2 separate regions of the Mus musculus genome follow, and region 1 is linked to region 2. The links are chromatin contacts, called in public promoter capture Hi-C maps. All regions are on one chromosome and are shown on one strand. Each heading gives the region's core, a stretch centred on a gene start, on an enhancer-like site or on the middle of the called end of the contact. The rest is flanking DNA. Distances are from core to core; before and after follow the strand shown. Region 1 overlaps R3hcc1l (R3H domain and coiled-coil containing 1 like). Region 2 has its middle 21 kb from the start of Loxl4.

What was found. Capture Hi-C pulls out chosen DNA fragments and counts their contacts.
Region 1: a promoter capture Hi-C map of adipose tissue shows a contact between it and region 2. The contact joins two enhancer-like sites. A contact is called at or near these places in 1 of 484 Hi-C or Micro-C datasets (nephron progenitors) and 2 of 9 other capture datasets (adipose tissue and pancreatic islet).

Annotation. Positions count from the first base shown.
Region 1 is chr19:42,562,785-42,568,847 of GRCm38.p6, forward strand. It overlaps R3hcc1l (R3H domain and coiled-coil containing 1 like), which reads left to right. Exons shown (of 7, transcript NM_177464.4): 2 at 1-1,557. Among named protein-coding and RNA genes, the nearest start is that of Loxl4, 47 kb to the right of the region's middle. Within about 2 kb of position 1,462, at least 15 of the 459 cell types and tissues checked have an H3K27ac peak or open chromatin away from gene starts, as enhancers often do. A contact at or near this core is called in adipose tissue, where this site is marked.
Region 2 is chr19:42,630,333-42,637,177 of GRCm38.p6, forward strand. No RefSeq gene overlaps it. Among named protein-coding and RNA genes, the nearest start is that of Loxl4, 21 kb to the left of the region's middle. Within about 2 kb of position 1,384, at least 90 of the 459 cell types and tissues checked have an H3K27ac peak or open chromatin away from gene starts, as enhancers often do. A contact at or near this core is called in adipose tissue, where this site is marked.

The sequences.
Region 1 (6,063 bases), core at 212-2,711, 67 kb before region 2:
TCTGATAGGAAGGATGTTGACTGTAGGGAAGGAAAGAGATCTGCATCACAACTAAGGAAAGACAGGTGCCCACAAAAACAGAATAAAGAGAAGGCTTGTTCTAAGAAAGGAGCTGAAGAATCCACAGAAGCCTCATCCCAAGAACATCAACACAGAGCTCCCGACGCTGGGATTGTATCTAGTATACCTTTACAAAGACTTTTTAAACCAAAGGACATGGACTGTTGGGAAGTTCAGACTGCGGGAGCGACAGGACACTGGCGGGTGTCTCCATCTCAGTCTTCCTCAGAAGTCAGTGCTGCTCAGGTTCCAAGCAGACCATTCCAGAATGTGGAACTCTGTGATTTCAGTGGGGAAACTTTTGTAAATAGAAATTTGGAAAGCAGCATTGTAACTGAGGCCAAAGTTCCAGAGCTAGTCTCCCAATTTCCTCAAGTTGTTACCACTCTGCTGAAACCAGATGGTATGGCTATGCCAGTAACACTAAGTTCTGATTCTGAAACTGCACCATCCAGTCTGGAAACACCAGATGGGATGTCAAAGCACAGTCCTGGGGACATCTCTGTGGTTTCTGTTCCTGGAGGTCCAGATGAAGATGTTGATTCAACTTTTGTAGACTTTGAAGTTGAGAGTGAGGGTACAGTCAACAGTACAGAGTCTGTCTTGGGTCAAAAAGGTGTAGATTCCATTCTTGAGACTGTGGATAACGTTTCTCTTAAAATGGCGGTAGTCAGCAAATTAGAGAGCACAAATGGCACTATTGATCCAGCAGTGACTAGAGAATGTGAGAGTGACAGCTCTGCTGATGAGTTATGTGTAAAGTCTGAACCTTCTGATACAGCGGTCCTCGTGCATGAAATAGACACAGATGATGGATTTAGGAATGTATGTGACAGTACCAGCAAGGCTTGTATGGTGGACATTGCAGGTACAGCTTGTGACCCTGTAACTGAAGGCAGCTCTTGTACAGGTGCAGTTGGAGAATCTGGTGAGAGTAGTGGCAACATGAGAAATTTCTCAGATTATATAGAAATGAGTGCAGATGTAGCTCCACTTGATAGAGCTAAGAGTGAGAACGACTCTGAAAACATTAGCAGCCTAAGTGCTTGCTCAGATATTTATGCTGAGAGTATTGCATCTGGTTTTACAGAGTCAACAGGAAAGTTGATAGAAAGTGTGTCAGATGGTGCTTCCTCTTTACCCATAAAGAAGACTGCTGATAGTAATATTGCCACTTGTCTGGACTCTGAACTGAGTATGTCAGATGCATCAGACGTACTTTTGGAGAGTGCCTTGGGCAGTGATCTGGATACCACTGAGGAGATGACAGAGGCCTTGCACGACCTAAAAACTGCTGAAGAGTTTAAAACAAAAGAGGAAGATTACTCAGAGAGTGTAGTGTGTGGCATATCATTTTCTGATTCATCTGTGGAAACATCTGTAGATCTAAAAACAACAGACACTTCTCACATACAAGGAAGTAGTGCTGTGGAGGAAAGCTGGGAATCTATGTTTAATGATGATGGTGATTGTGTAGATCCACGTCTTCTACTAGAGGTATGCTCTCTTGAAATTACTTGATATTTAGACTATTTATAAATTAGGGAGTCTAGATTTGAAAGTATTTCTGATCGACAGTGTATATATTCATTCATTTTCTCATATTAAATTTAAGAGTTCTTATTAATGGTAATAGCCTGATAGGATTACACATTGAGAAAAGACTGATAGATATGGAAAAGTTAAAATATATATAATCCTGCTGTATCTGTAATTGCTAAGTCCTAAGAGGTGTTACATTGAATAGATTAAATATGAATTTAATGGATTCTGGCTGCTCGTTGAGGAAATACAGACCAGGAACCTTGAAATATTTTTCTGTGTTGACAACATATTTTTACATTAGCCATTTGGGGGAAGGAAGTAATTTATAACTTAATTGTTTGTTCTTATTTTTTAGTGAATTTTGGAATATTGTTGAAAACTGTAGAAGGAAGTAGAGAAGGAAATGAATGAATATGGCTATTTTTTAAAGAGTTGATACTGACTTAAGTTGACTAAATGACTTGAGTCTGTAAGGAACTATAAGTGAATAATGATGCGCTGACTAGTCAGAGTTCATAAATACAGAATGTGTGACTTGAAGGCATATTTTAACATTTATTCTCTCTGCTGTTTAAATTCTTTATTACAAATTAGGACCACTGTTTTTAAATAGAGAACCACTTTCTCTTTCATTTCTTATTGTGGGTTCATACAGCCTTGGTCTAGACTGGAGGATTTTTTTTTTTTTTCGAGACAGGGTTTCTCTGTGTAGCCTTGGCTGTCCTAGAACTCACTCTGTAGACCAGGCTAGCCTCAAACTCAGAAATCTGCCTGCCTCTGCCTTCCAAGTGCTGGGATTAAAGGCGTGTACCAGCACGCCTGGCTAATGTTTTTATGTTGTGTGGTTTTTTGTTTTTTTGTTTTTGTTTTGTTTTTTTTTTGTTTTTTTTTTTAAGATTTATTTATTTATTATATGTAAGTACATTGTAGCTGTCTTCAGACACTCCAGAAGAGGGCATCAGATCTTGTTACAGATGGTTGTGAGCCACCATGTGGTTGCTGGGATTTGAACTCCGGACCTTCGGAAGAGCAGTCGGGTGCTCTTACCCACTGAGCCATCTCACCAGCCCCAGGTTTTTTGTTTTTAAAGATTTATTTATTCATTAAATGTAGGTACACTGTAGCTGTCTTCAGACACACCAGAGAGAGCATCAGATCCCATTACAGATGGTTGTGAGCCACCATGTGGTTGCTGGGATTTGAACTCAGGACCTACAGCAGAGCCATCTCTCCAGCCCGAGAAATGGTTTGTTTATGATCTAGGTGGTTATTCTTAAGTCTGACATCAGGGTTTCAGTCCTGTCTGAAGCGGTTATTTATATTTATGTTCTTCCTAGCAGACAATGTCTTCACCTGAACGGTTTTGTTTGAGTCATTTTTAAAATGATAATGATGAGTTTCTTGTTTGTTTAAATGAGGTGTATAGAAAAATACCACCCAACTATGAAAGAGACCCCCAAGACTAAAGAGGACAGCATGTTGGACAGAACCGACTTGCCACTATGAACCACTCCTTCATTCTTAGGTGCTTACACAGTTTCCCTATTACTGTAGTGAGTGCTTCCTGAGATCAAGTCAGGAAACATCTTACACATTCCTTAGAATGAAATACAGAAGGGACAGTAGTTGTGAGTGAACACCCATGATCCTTTTGAATTTATATCAGAATTGCATATGTGCAGTGCATTTACTCATAGCCTTCCTTAATCAGATTCACAAAGGCAGTAAGTGGTTCCTAGAGTATGGTGTTTGGGCGAGCAGGTTACATATCATCTGAGAACCTCTTAGAATTGCATTTTCTTTAGCCCAACAACTTACCTGTTAACTTTTTCAAGTGATTCTGAAACATGTAAAGTTTTACAGTATTTGCTTAAATGTCTGTCAGAATGTGACTGGGAACTCCCTTAGTGGTAGTTATAAAATCCTTACCAAGCAGGAGTTAGCGACCCCTCACAGGCTAGGAAATAGAGTAGATAGAGTGAGATGAATGGAGATGACTTATTACAGTTGAGATCATTGGGAAAGGATCTTAGTCTGAGGAGGAAACTGTTAGACAGGAGCTGACAAAAGGCTGACTTGAGACTGGGAGAGAAAGTAACTCCTTGCAGAAGGCAGCTGTGCACACATGACAGTGCTTAGTAACTGGAAGGATGGGCATGAGCGGTTAGAATTCAAGTGCTGTCTCTTTCAGGTTGGCCTCTACCAACCTTGAAAACATCATTGTCAGTATTCAGATTCTGGGGAATTTCAGTTTCATTTGTATTTTGGAAGAGGGGATCCATGCATGCAACTGGATCTTTCCCATCTAGGTACAGAAGCATTTAGGCAACAGCTGAGTGTTTTGAGAAGCATGGTCACATAGTCAGAAACTACTGGCTGACTAAATGCTGGGGATGCCAAGAACATGCTGTGCTTTGACCTGAAGACAGTGTTGCTTGCAGCCTTTAGCAGGACTTATGGAAGAGTGGGGCTGTGGTAAGGATGAGGGCGGATGAACAGAGAAGGAATCAGATAGGCTGTGCGTACAGGAAACTCAACTCTCTTCTGGTTTTTTGAAGGATGCCACAAGTCTAATATCTCAGTTTATTATTTATATTACACAAACATACTTTATTAAATGCAGGACTAGAGTGCTTATCTATCTTGAAAGTTTTCCAACAGAAGACTTTGGCTTTTTTCCAAGTTGGCCTATTTATTTGTTGACAAAGCCTAGACATAAAAGCATATCTAATGTTTCTAATAGGTAAGAAGAAGATAGGCTGTGAAGTAGACTATGCCACCCTTTGATTAATAAATGACATTTGAACCTCTAAGACTGGTCAGAGGAAACTTGAACATAGTTAAGTCATGAGTCATTGAGGTCCAGAACTGCAACCCTTAATGCATTGTCAAAGATCACATTTCATCTTCTATTTTTATTTTTTATTTTACTATATTTGTTTGTTTTTCTTCAAGGCAGGGTTTTGCTCTGTAGCCCTGGCTATTCTGGAATTCACTCTGTAGACCAGGATGACCTCAGACTCAGAGATCTGACTGCCTCTGCCTCCCAAGTGCTTTAATTAAAGGCATGCGCCACCATCACTTGGCCATTGCATTTCATTTTTTTTAAAGCCAGGATATGGGCGCCCACCTAGTAATTTAAACAAGTAACCAGTAAAGCAGAGAATGTTGGCATGTGTCCTGTTTTCTCTCTAGAAATGAACTGTTTCCCAGGAAAATATCAACAAACAGAACTTGCATAGCCCCTGCCACCTCCTGTTATGGCCATCAGACTTATGGTTAGAGTAAATGAGGTACCAACAGAACAGCACTGTTGTTCTTAATGGCTATTTCCCTTGGGTACCTTCATTGGCAATATGTAGTCTTTTGAGTTTTTGCATAGAAATAAATAGGTAGGTAGTCTGCAGTTTTAGTCTTTTTGTTACAGAAAGCCACTGCCGTTTCATAGCCATTAGAATTGGGCACCAAAGTAAGGGAGCTGCATCCATCTCCACTCAGTACACTAACTGGCATCCTAACGTCCTCTGTCTCCCTCTTAGAGTCTTCTGCAAAAAAAAAAAAAGAACCCAAGTTAGAAAGAAAAAAACGTATAAAAACATACAGTTCAGACACTTAGAACATGTATGAAATATGAGGGGAGGAAAGCCCTTTATAACGTAGCTTCCAGAGACCATGGTTTTAAGTGGATGGTATTGAATAGCAAATATTGAACGCTTGGAGTTTGACACTATAAATTGCAAATAGCAAGATGTTATTTTTACTACTATATTAAAGGCATTGTGCTATGTTCTAAAATTATATTTTATTGAGAGAGAAAATATATAATTATATGATCATATAACCACAATAGCAATCTGATGGGTGATTAATTTAAATCAATGGAGCTGGAGAGATGGCTCAGCGGTTAAGAGCACTGACTGCTCTTCCAGAGGTCCTGAGTTCAAGTCCCAGCAACCACGTGGAGGCTCACAACAATCCGTAATGGGCATCCAATGCCATCTTCTGCTGTGTCTGAAGTCACATATATGAAATAAAAATATGGCTGGAGCGGGGCCAGAAAAAAAAAAGAAATCAGTGACTGCAGCAGCCACACGCGAGCTGTAGTGATATTATTTGATTGCTAATGAATGGCACTGACTAAAATGATGAGACCGCCCAGGGTTAATAACAGTCTCATTTTGGGGAGGCCATAGAGCTAGGGAGACAGTGACAGTTCCTTTTCCATATTGTCCTGAGTCCCTAACTTCTTCTGTTACGGATAAAGTATACACTTTCCATGTCTTTATTACTGTTTCTATCCTCACAGTCCTAGCTCATCTTAACAGATTTTGTAATTTGTATTTTTATAAAACTTTCTGAGCTGATAGGTTATTGACTGCCTGAGTGGGAATTTGTAGAGACATCTTCCAATTGTGTGTTCTACCATGATCACTGCAGCCATCCAAAGGTTCACTTGGT
Region 2 (6,845 bases), core at 134-2,633:
ATTCCTCCCACCATGAGCAGGGGTTCACCAGACTCACAATCACTTCAAATACCCCTCCTGCCCCCACCACAAGGTCTCTGTGTAGCCTTGGTTGTCCTGGAACTCACTCTGTAGTGAGTTCCATGCTGGCCTCAAATTCACAGAGATCCACCTGCCTCTGCCTCCCAAGCACTAGGATTAAAGCCACCTAGCTTCTTCAACTCATCTTTAGTCCTGGGTTTTATCTCAGTTCATTAAGTTCTGGCCCCTGCCTTGGCAGGGGAGATGACCTGACTTTCAGGTGAAGGTCAAAAAGAAAAGATGCCCATTCTTAGTGTGCAAACTGGCAAAAACTAGTTTGGGAAGACAATTTAATTATATTTTTTTACAAAGTTAAATATACATATTGCATATAGTCCAACTCACTCCTGGGTGTTTCCCTAAGGGAATAAAAATAGATTTACATAAAAATGTATACCTGAATGCTTTTTTAGCAGCTGGATTCAAAAATCAACAAACAAAAATCCTCAAAACATCCCAAATGTTTTTCAGTAGATAAGTAAAACTGTGGGACATGGTGGCCCCTGCTCAGCCACACAAGGATCAAACGCGATGGCCGGTGACCCTCAGAGGCACCTTGTGGCCACAGGAACTAGCCTCAGCACTAAAGACCTCTTGGCTGCATTTCTAGAACATTTTAGAAGAGGCAAAGCCACAGTGGAGAGAACACGTTAGCAGTGGTCAGGGGTTCTGGATGTGACTGCTAAGGTAGCAGGAGGTTTGGCTAGTAACCTGACTGAAATGGACTGTGTGTGAATCTGCCTAACATAGCAGGCCTTCAAGCTGCTACAAATGAACCATCAGTAAGCCACTCCCCACCCCAGTCAGCCCCCCAGCCCCCTGCACACACACACCCAAAGATACAGTTATCCCAAGGCAACCAACATAACAGCAGGGCTTGACATGTCGCTCAGTAATAGAGCACTTTCCTGACATGCTTCAGACCCTGGGTTTGATAGCCAGCACTCCCAGGTCAGCAATAGCAACACCCTCAGCCAGCTGTATGCTCCAAATAAGATAAAAAGCATGAAGGAAAAGACACGTGGTTGCTAGCATGTACCAGACCTAACAGCGCCAGGAAGGGAAGCATCCCAGGGAGGGGGCTGGTGCTGCAGACCCCACTTTCTGCCGTGCCTTGGCCTCAGAACGGACTTCCCTCTTGACCACCCCCTTCTCCCACCCAGTCTGAAGGAGCACCAGTTCCTAGGCTTTCCCTGGAGTGCCCAGAAGCTGGTCAGGAGGCATCAAGACCCTCTGCGGTCTGGATTCTGGGGAGCAGCTGGCTGGCTCTAGGGACAGAGGTGTGAATCACACTTGAGTGTTACTTGGAGCTCCGCCCACTCCCTGGGATTCCAGAGAAAGGAAAACCACCCTCTGCTTCCACCCCAGTCATCTATCAAAGAGCAGTCTCGCTCCACCCTTTTTACTAGGAAAGACTCCGGAAGCGGAATTAGCTGGAGTCAGCTAAACTAGCCAGGAATTTAGGAAAGCATGCATGAATGACGCAAGGATGCCGGGAAGAGGGACCCCAGGGTAGCAAGCTCCCAGCTGAAGCTGATGCTGGCAGAGTCTCTGCGCCTGTCTGAGGCTATGTAATGACTCCGGGGACACAAGGTTGCATCAGGAAGGAAGAGGGGGAAGAACTCGGTGGTGGCTCTAGCCATTTGTAGCTGGGGGCTGGGGGGGCGGGGTGTACATTCTTGGAATACATTCTTATGGCTTGAAGTGATGGGCTAGGTGTTGGGCAGAGCTGGGCCATCCCAGGTGGCTCTGGGGCCACCAGTGTCAGCAACCAGTACTTTTCCCCGGATTACTCACCCGGCTTCAAAACAACCGCACCCACTTGCTTCGGAGGCTGTCCTGCATTTTTCACCTTTGGGCTATCATGCCAAGAAGAAATATCAGCCCAGGAGGAAGCTTTTGGCCAAGTTCAAAGGGAAGGGCTTTGGGGAATGGAAAGTCCTTTGAAACCTGCCTCAGAGGGTGATGGCCTGACCCAGATTTTCCCTTTTCAAAAATATGCTCAGAGCTCAAAGGCCCGAGTGTCATGTAGACATGGGTGTGACAGAGTTCAAGGAAAACAGAAAACAGGAACACAGCTGCAATTTCACTCAGAGAAACCTCAAACCTGTGTGCAGCCAGCCTCCAGAGCTTTTAGCCTGTTCGGGCACGGTTCTGTGGGGACTCCGGGGACACTAGTAGGGGTTGAGCCTGGAGCACATCCTGTGTCCCTGGCTGCATATTTGGGGCCAATTCCTGTCCCAATAGGAGGACCCTCTACTTCATCCCTCCTGCCTGGCTATCTTAGTTTCCTGAAACCCAGTAGGTGACCCAGCCATCACCCAGTAGGGATCCCCCCACCTGGTGGTGTTTCTGAAGCCTGGCACTTCAAAGACTCCACCCTCCGCAGAGAAGGTGGGCCAGGGTTACATTTCGTGCAAGCATGTCTCCTGTTCTACAGTTTCCAGTCATCTCCATGACAGACAAAAAACTTGTCTATCCTCCTTCCAGCAGGGCAAGAGGGTTTGACCCAGAAAGGATAATCTTGGGTCTCGTCCAAGTTTGATGCCTACCTTTCCCCTGGAGAAAGACTTGGAGGCAGTCTTTTTGGAGATTCCAGTCTAGCTGGGACTGTTCAACCCAGAATTATTCGGTTATCCATTGAGTGATCAGTACCACAACACATATGAGTCTCACCTGAACCCAGCTGCCAGGGGCCCTTGCCGTTCTATGACCTCAAAGCACCTCATCAAAGCAAGTCTCTGCTCTCACATCGCAGGCTCCTGTCTCCTTCATTCTCTCCTATCTGCCACAGACCCTGTGATTGAGTTATGCTTGGCAGCATCTCCCAGCCCAAGCCCAGAGGTGTGTTCTCCACGCTGTGGTGTGGCCCAGACTCTGAGGCATGTCCCTTAGCCAGCTGCTTTTCGGTAGGTTCTGCCCGTGGGAGGCAAGAAGGAGACAAGAAGATAGAAGAGGGAGCTGGACCTTGCTCTTTACTAGATCTCTCACCCAAGGATGGTTGTTTATCTCGGTAGTTAAAGCCAGTTCCTGTGTCTGGGTTTGACACATGGTTCTAGACTCAGCTTCCTTGCGTCCTTCAGATGTACGAAGCAAAGTCACACCTCCCCTAGAAGCCTCATCTTTTCCCCAGCCCTAGCTCCTAGCTTCTAAGAACACCTTTCTGTGTGCTTTTGCCTGGGGCTGGCAGCTGCTGTTTTCAGCCAATCTCAGTACTCTCTATGTATCCATCTAAGTAGCTACCTAAGTATCTATGTATCTACCCATGTACTTATCTATGTATCTATGTATGTATTTATCTATCATCTGTCTTTTTGTCATCCAATAACTAGTTAGCCAATTCACTAGATTAAATTTTCTCTGTTAAAGTAACGGCTGTGGGTTCTGTTTTTCTGACCAGACACTGGCTGCTACACACCCCATGGCTGCCAAGCAGACTGAACAAGGAAGCTATAATTTCCCATCTGTTTTTCATTCATCTAAGGAGTAGGAGGCTGCCACTTTACCTAGTCACCACACTGTGCTGTGGCCATTCCAGCCCAAAAACAAGGAATCCTGATATCCTGGTCAGCCCTGTAACCGAATCAGGGGCAAAATTATGGATTCCTCTTCTTCTTAGAAGTAGTAGGACACAGAAATCACTAGAAGAGAGGGGTTACAGTTGTCTGCCTTCAGGGCTCCTTGGGCTTACAGACACCCCCTTGGTCATGCGACATCCCTCTAAATTCCCGATTTCAGAGTTTCTCCAGGGTTACCCTTTTGTGCCCATCTCTCTGCCTGTAGCCAGTTAGGGATGACCCCTATGGTACAGTGGAATTTCTCAGGCCCCAAAGGGAACGAGGGGCTTCCAACACACTCAGCAGCAAGGTTGACCCTTCCTCCTCTTAGCAGCAACAGAAAGTCAGGACTGGAAGAGCCCAAGGACCAATTGTCCCCATGCTGCCATGTTTTTACTGATGGTCACAGAGAGGTTGGACAGGAAGCTAAAGTCCCACAGTCATTAGGAGCTGTGGCTAAAGCAGGGTTCTCTGTCTCCAGAGAACTCCCGGCTCCTCTCACGGGCACAGTGAAACCAATCGGTTGCTGGGTCTCCGAAGGCCAACTGAGTTAAAAGAGTTAAACTCTGCTAAGCCTCGCTTCCTCTGAGTTCTCCCACTTTGATCTCTGTCTCACCTGTCTGTGAGAGAATTTATAGCCTGGGTAAATTGATGGGGGAAAAAAAATCCACCCTAAATGTGGGTAACTCCATCCCATAGGCTGGGGTCTTGGACTGAATAAAAAGAAAATGACTGAACACCATCATCATCTCTGATGTGGATACAACCTGGCCAGCTTCCTTCACATCGACTTGGCAGCCTTTAACTAAGATCTTGTTCTCAAACCACAGGCTTGGAGGGACCATTCTATTGAAGGTTTCTGGGAATCAGGCAACATCCCATCTATAGGCGTCCAGACACAGTGTTCTATTGATCAGCCCTGGTTACTCCCTAAGGTGTTTCATTTTCTCTGGCAAGCTTGACAGGGGAGAAGAGAGACATCACCTCCCTTTGAGCTGCAGAGGCAGAGGCTGTTCTTAGAAAGCGTATCTAGATTCTGTCCCTACCATTAGAGAATCACAATTTCCGTTTGCGGCAGGAGACCTTTTTACCTTGATTCAATGCCTTTAAAGTCCAACGAGACTAAAAGTCTCACCTGGGAAGGTTCTTAACACCACACTTCTGTCTGTCTCCCCACTGAGCTTCCCCAACAGCCCCGTGTGTGTGTGTGTGTGTGTGTGTGTGTGTGTGTGTGTGTGTGTGTGTGTGACTGAGGAGTTTAACTCTCTAATTGATTTCCATGCTCAGCCAGATGGAGTCACAGTGCCTACACAGATAGCAGAGGTGCTTCAAGGCTGTCCTCATGCTGGTGTGGGGAGCAGGGATGCAGACGGGGGTCTGAAGCACACAGAGACTGAGGAGATGCCTTCAAACCCTTTGAAGCTGAACATCTGGTTCTGAAAGAGTTTTGTGGGTTCAGATTCTGGGTTCAGCCCTTTGATTCTCTTTTCTTGCTCAAGGGCGACTCCTGTGGGGTCTGGCTGCCTCCGGAAGAGAGTGGGAAAATGAAGATTGGCCCTCTGCTGTCCTCCCCTGCTGGTGGCTCTGGACCCACACATCCCCTTCAGGGGCTTCTGGGCAAATGTGATGTTTATGATATCTGCCCCACACAGAGTTAGCCAACAGCGTTTGTAACCTCACTTCGATGTTGACGAAAATCATTACCTTTTTATTTTGTGTCAGTGGGATAAAAAAAGAAAGTGACATTTGGAAAAGGAGAAGCTAGGAGCCGAGGAAGGCGTCTCTGCCATGTAAGCGTGAGGACCTATCTAAGTCTGGATTTCCAGGACCAATGTGAAAAGCCAAGTGAAGTGGTGGTGTGTACCCCAAATTCCAGTGCTGAGATGAGACAGAGGACAATGATCTCTGGGGTCTGCTGGCCAGCTGATCTAGCCAAACTTGTGGACTCCAGGCTTAGTGAGAGAGCCTGTCTTAAAGTGGAGAGCAATGGAGGAGGACATCAACTGTAGGGTGCTCAGCTAAAAGAAAGCACCGGAGAAACCAGGATTGTCAATCACGTGGGCCTATTTTCTTCAACAGAAGAACATGGATGATGACTCCTATTTGGAGCCAGTCTGCATTGGAATTCCCCAATATCCTGAGCAGTGTTCAGGCTCTGATTCTGTGTGAATAAAATGCACCCCTATGAAGGAGGCCCTGGGTACTGTGCTTCCTCCACCAAGATGATCTATCCTCATGCTTATCATAGATCTTTCTCAGCCTATCGGGTGACACAACTCATGTTCAGCATAGGTATTCCCCTCTGGAAACATCTTCATAGATACATCAAGGCATTGATTTTACTATTCCCCCAGGAGGAAAATCATATTTAACCATCATACAAGCCCACACTCATTTTTGGTGACTTGCAACCATCGAGTGCTGACTCATTATCCTGGGCAATGACAGGAGCTGCCTGGATATAGCAGCGATGCTAACATGGATATTAATGTTAGGCATTTGTTTGGGACATCAAATATATGCTAGACATGGATAAGTGTTTTATGCTTGCCAACTTTAAAATCTCTACGTCCCTAAGAGGCAGGTGTTAGTATCTCATCTCAGAAAAAGGAGCTGAGGTTCAAAGAAAAGAGACAGCTCCCTCAACACAATAAACAGCAGAGTGGAGATCCAATTCTAATCGGCGCGAGTTGAAAAATCTATTGTCTTTCAATGCTGCCACACTATTTTTTTTCATGTACTGTAAGAGTGAGAAGAATGCAGAGCCTGTCAGGCTGTTAATATTGCATGTAGTTGGCACGGGGAGAGCCAATCTAGCTCAAGGGCGGAGGGTCTGCTGGGTCAGAGTTGCAAGAGGAGGTTGTCCAGTACCCTGGAGAGCTCCCACCGAGCACAAGCCCACTTGGTTCCATCCACAGGAGCTTACCTGGCGGCTCAGTCTGCATCAGGACCCTCAGGATGCTTACGGCTATTCATTGATATGGACAGAGATAACTCATCTATGGGGATATCCTAGGCTACCTCCCTCATTCCGTCCTAACCCACTCTACACTTCATTTACGTCAACTCTTACGACTTAGGGCGCCAGAGAGTTGAAAATAACTTAATCTCTTTCTAGCCAGTCCACCTTTTCATAGATGAAGAGACGGGCAAATGTGATCTGTTAATCATGCCAAGCTTCCTTCGGCAATGTAAAACCAAACTGACTGCTTTGCATAATAAAAGGTT